2 separate regions of the Mus musculus genome follow, and region 2 is linked to region 1. Evidence: chromatin contacts called from public promoter capture Hi-C data. All regions are on one chromosome and are shown on one strand. The core of a region is the stretch at or near the end of the contact, and the rest is flanking DNA. Distances in the headings are between cores, read along the strand shown. Region 1 holds the start of Olfr676 (olfactory receptor 676). Region 2 holds the start of Apbb1 (amyloid beta (A4) precursor protein-binding, family B, member 1).

Evidence for each region. Promoter capture Hi-C pulls out the DNA fragments that hold promoters and counts their contacts.
Region 2: a promoter capture Hi-C map of stem cell-derived epiblast-like cells shows a contact between it and region 1, with 2.6 times the contacts expected there. The contact joins the promoter of Apbb1 here to the promoter of Olfr676 in region 1. A contact is called at or near these places in 2 of 39 promoter capture datasets (frontonasal cranial neural crest and stem cell-derived epiblast-like cells).

The regions. Positions count from the first base shown.
Region 1 is chr7:105,033,921-105,036,620 of GRCm38.p6, forward strand. Olfr676 (olfactory receptor 676) reads left to right here and starts at 1,280. Exons shown (of 1, transcript NM_147095.1): 1 at 1,280-2,233. The coding sequence starts at 1,280. The coding sequence ends at 2,233.
Region 2 is chr7:105,580,160-105,582,859 of GRCm38.p6, forward strand. It overlaps Apbb1 (amyloid beta (A4) precursor protein-binding, family B, member 1), which reads right to left and starts at 1,332. Exons shown (of 15, transcript NM_001253885.1): 1 at 976-1,332.

The DNA.
Region 1 (2,700 bases), core at 30-2,529:
CTCATGGAATGAGGCCACAATAAAAATGCCTGGGGAAGCTTCCTTAGAGGGTAATGTGCCTCCATGCTCACTGTCACACAATGTCAGCATAGTGCATCCCAGCTCCACGAGAGGGCAGTGGATGTCTCACATTTGTAAACCTCACAGGCTTTCCTCAGCCTGCGTCTAAGTGCAATCCACAGCTTTTCCCTGTAAGAAACTGTATGCACGAGTCTAGTAACTTTGGGTGATTTTTATGAGTCCACCTAGTACATTCTTGAGGTAAAGATAGTTTGGGAGAGTTGAGACTGACGATGTCAGAAGTAAGGTTAGATGAGTTCTGTGGCCTAAAACTCTGCCCTTTAGCTCCATGATTTGATGCTATGTATTTTAAACTAAAAGTCAGCAGGTTCTTTCTTATAAAGAAGCTTCACAGGGGGAAGATGTTTTAAGGACATCCCTTTACTTTTGCTGCCCATCCTAAATTCTTATCCAAGACTACTTTGTTTTTAAATAACCAGATCCAATGAGACATGTGGGTCTGCTTGTAACTCTCTATTTGGCACCTCTGTCTTTTTCTACTCTTTAATTTATTCACTTTTTGAGCACTAAACACACTGTTATACTTCTCATGGCTTTATTAAAAAATATAGTAATCTAAATCATGCACATTTCTTTTCCTTTGAGGAAATTGTGTGTAATCTATTCTTCTTCAGACCCATTTCATCCCCCTCTCTCTTTATACTGTTTCTAATAACAAATTTACAAAGAAAGATTTTAACTATGCCAAATCTTTAATTTTAAATTTTCAGAAATCTTGGCCCTTATGTTTATTGGCATGAGAAATAGCAGGAACTTACTAAAACACTTCTCCATGAAACCAGATGCAGGAGACTGCTTGTCAACAAATTGTAACTTTATGATACAACATAGGTAATAAGGAGAGATGCAATGTTTTTCAGTAGTAGATATCAAACTAATGACATCTATTATTATTATAATACTTATCAGTTTTTATCTCCTCTCATATATAGCCCCTGAAAAGAGGGGAGTTCACTTCCTTCCTTACTGTGAACACTAGTTTTAAAGGCAGCGCAGCTCAGCTTCTCACATTTTTAGTGTAGGTGAAAAATATCACTTGGATAATTCACTCAGAGTTAAAGAAAAGGGAAAGAATCAAAGGCATTGGGAAAGATATATTTTTAATATCAACACTTTGTTTGAAGACTCTTCAAATTTTTATAGATCTCAGAAAGCCTGGATGAACTGCCCCATAGAAGCTAGCAATCGCCTTTAAACCATGCCCAACATCAACCTACTACAGAATGCCCCCAGTAATATCACTGAGGCTCACCCTCTTTCTTTCCTGTTGCTGGGGATTCCGGGGCTGGAAGCTACACAGTTCTGGCTTGGTTTTCCCTTCTGTGTCGTGTATCTGACCGCTCTTGTTGGAAACCTCATCATTCTGTTTGTTATATGGACTGACAGGACCTTTCATCAACCCATGTTCTACTTTCTGGCTATGCTGTCTGTGATTGACTTAAGTCTCTCTACTGCTACCATCCCCAAGATGTTGGGCATCTTCTGGTTCAGCCTCCAGGAGCTGTGCTTTGCGTGCTGTGTTGCTCAAGTCTTTTTTATCCATTTTTTCACAGTCATGGAGAGCATCGTACTCCTCGCCATGGGCTTTGATCGCTATGTGGCTATTTGCAACCCTCTCAGGTACACCACAATCCTCACCAACAGAATCATCGTTGTGATTGCTGTCCTCGTGGTTATACGAAGCCTGTGTATGATTGTCCCCATAATTTTTCTCCTCCTGAGGCTGCCTTACTGTGGACATAGAATTATCCCACATACCTACTGTGAGCACATGGGCGTGGCGCGACTAGCCTGTGCCAGCATCAGAGCCAATATCTACTTTGGTCTTGGGAATATTTCAATTTTGTTTCTGGATGTGTTTCTTATTATCGTTTCCTATGCTAGGATCTTATATGCCGTCTTTCATCTTCCTTCTCAAGATGCTCGCCTAAAGGCTCTTAATACGTGTAGCTCCCATATCTGTGTCATCTTAGCCTTCTTTGGCCCAGCTCTTTTCTCCTTCCTTACTCACCGCTTTGGTCACAACATCCCTCAGTATATTCATATCCTCCTGGCTAATCTCTATGTAGTCATCCCTCCTGCCCTCAACCCAGTCATTTATGGAATCAGGACCAAGCAGATCCAGCAGAGGGTGAAGAATCTTTTTGTTTAAGGAGATTGATCACAGATGATGCCCTTCTTGTAGTGATTACAATATTTATGATACAGGAGGCTTCACAGATATAAATGACATGAAATCCAAAAATTCAATCCAAAATAAAAACAATGTAACAGTGGATCAGAAAGCAGCTCTACATTCTGAGGAATAAACAATGACAAAGTCCAAATCTTCACTCTTGCGAACTACTAGAGGAGCCTTCTGCTTTCAAATTCCTGGCTTCTTCCCTACTTCCTGTGTGGTCATCAATGATGAAAAAGTAAAGTTAGCATAAAAAGAACCTAGACAGATTATTTCCATTATATAAATGGGTTTAGAGTTCAGACTCATGTAAGAGACAGGCTCTCAGTCCACAAGGAAGTAACACTACACAAAAGGGAGCCTTATCAAACCAGGTAACCAGCAAAGAGAAGGTGCAAAATAGGCAAATATATATGGAGAGAGGCAAAACAAAGCAGAAA
Region 2 (2,700 bases), core at 82-2,581, 550 kb after region 1:
TGAGTATATATGAGTTTGCATTTCAGCAGTGGTCTGGGCCAGACAAATAAATTTGGGACTCAGCAGCTTATATATGAAATTTAAAGAGTTAGACATGCAAGAAATGGTCAAGGGAAAAGGTCAGAGTGAAAGAACGCAGCTCAGGCCAGAATAGCATCACATATGCAGAGACGAGACAAGAGAACACTTCAAAGCAATAGACAGTGCCTAGGAGGAAAACCAGGAAAAAAAATGCTTCAAGGAGACTGACACATACTCAGTGGTAATGGGCTCACAGCCGCCAAGTGTCCATTGGAGTTACAAGGAGGGCTCCAGTGACCTTGCTCAGAAGCTTCGGTGGATGTCAGAGACAGAATGGAGTGGATTTTTAAAATGAATGGGAAATTAGGGGCTCAGAATGCAACCTACAAACAGGACTCGGAAGAGGCTGGAAATAACATCTGAATTGGAGAGGGAAAACTGCTCCTAAGGAGCACTCTAGTCGCTGCTAGGCCTCTCTGTCAGGCTGAGATGGGAACCCCGCCGGTCCCAGGGCACACCCCTCGGTCGCTGAGGACAACAGAATGCAGCTTGACAGATCCCAAGCCTGGGGCTCTAGTCTGGAATCGCACGGCCTGGCTCCTACCCGGATCCAAGTCCCCTTCCCAGCATTAGACGTCCCCTCCCCCACTCTTCTATCGCCCCTCGCTCTCCCCCCCCCCCCCCCGCTCACCCCCTCCTCCCCGCCCCCGCCGGGCATCCTAGAGGATCAAGAAGCAAAGCTTTGGGGAGCGGTCGGTGTTAGGACCAAAGTGATCCTGCGGAGGGTGATTTTGCAGGCCCGCGGTAGGAAGGCGGCGAAGGGAGTTGGGTGGGGGGTAATCAGGCCTGGCTTGGAGACCTGGACTTCTGAGAAGAAGAGGCTGCAAGGGTTAAGGGCTGCTGAGGCTGGGGATCCTGCTCCCGGGGCTGGGCTGGAGACGGAGCAGCACCTACCTGCGCGGCGAGGCCCCAGGCCCAGGTGGCGAAGGTAGCTCAAGCTGCAAGGCTCCCGCAACACCGCAGCTTCTCCATCACAACATCCCCCGCCCAGGAGCGCGCAGGCCGCGAGGCCGCGCCCCGAGCGGCGGAGCCGCGCACGGGAGGGGGAGGGGCGCCATCTTGGCCGGGGCGGGGCGCGCGAGCGAGTGCGAGCCGCACTGGCTGCAGCTGCCCCAGCCGCACCCTGCAGACCCTTGACCCTCGCAAGCCCTGCGTCCCAGGCCTCCTGTCTATCCCCGCACGGCTGCACCCAACTCCCAGGACCCTGCCCAGCTCTCCCCTTCCATGCCACCGTGGACTCACCTCCGCGTCGGTCCTGCACCGACGCCGGGAGACGCGCCTAGAGCACGGAGTCTGATCCGCTAGGGAGGGGGGAAGGAGGAGGGTGGAGAGAGACACGGGTGCTGGGACCGTGGCTGCGCCTCAAGAGGCTGGCAGCCGGCTGCTCTCTGGCTCTTGTGGTAGCACTCCCTGACGTCCTGTGGATAATAATAGCGCGTATTTATTGACCGCTTACTCTGTACCAGGCTCTATGTTCAACCATTTGCTTGCATTCATCCTCAAACCAGCGCTGTGCAATTCCCACAATTGTTGTTCTCGGGATTTGAGAGGCAGGTGCTGACATTCTGAAGGGTAACACGACTTGCCCTCAGTAACAGAGTAAGTGGTTAAACTAAACCAGAACTGAGATATTTCTTACACTCTACCCGTGCCTCTGAATATAAAGCTATGACACAGCGTCCCCCACCCCGCCTCCCCCCCCCCCACTGCACTCCAGGGTAGAAATTAACTCTAGGAAAGGACCAAATGGAGAACTGAGTGGAAATTAAACAGAAATGCTGTACTTGGCTATTTTCCTGTTCACTGCAGGCCCTGGATAGACAATGAGGCAAATCTTAATGGTCAGATCCCTGACATCAAGGGCAAAGAGGGGCAGAAACCCCAAAAGCATTGTCCCCTGAGCTGTGGGCTCGGTGGGCTCTGAACATACTGAAAAACTGATTGGAGATGCATCTAAGTCTAACAGTGCCCAAATCTAAATTTGTTATTTCATCTTATGTTCATCTTCTAAAGAATTTCCCTGACGTGGAAAAGTACACACACACACACACACACACACACACATACTCTTAATGCAGGGTCACTTTATCAATCTCTGGCTTGTTCAAAGCAAGTACTCCAAAGTACTTTGAATATACTTTCATTTATCCCTGGGTAAATATGAATGTTTTAAATTTTTGTTATAGACATTTGCACTTATGTGCAAAAGTGGAGCAGTGTAACAAAACTCCCTATGTCCATCACTCATCTTGTACAGTTACTGACTTGTGGCTAAGAATCCATTGTAATCTGACAAGCACCTAGGAAATACAAACCATGTTGGATCCCAAGCCGGACATAAAGATCCCCAAAAGAATCTGGTTCAGCTGCATCCCACCTGGAAGACACGCACCTGACCTGGATCCTTGAGAAATGAGCACGTGTTACCTAGAAGGACATTCATTCATTCACTCACTCACTCTCAGCAAATAGGTGTATGGTATGACACACTGTCCTTGGTGCTAACACCCAGAAAGCAAAAGAGAGTTCCTGCTTTCATTCAGCTTACAGATTAAAAGAGGGAAGAGACACCACATAGGTAATTAAAATTATGGTGTCTTAAGGAAAAGACACGGGACA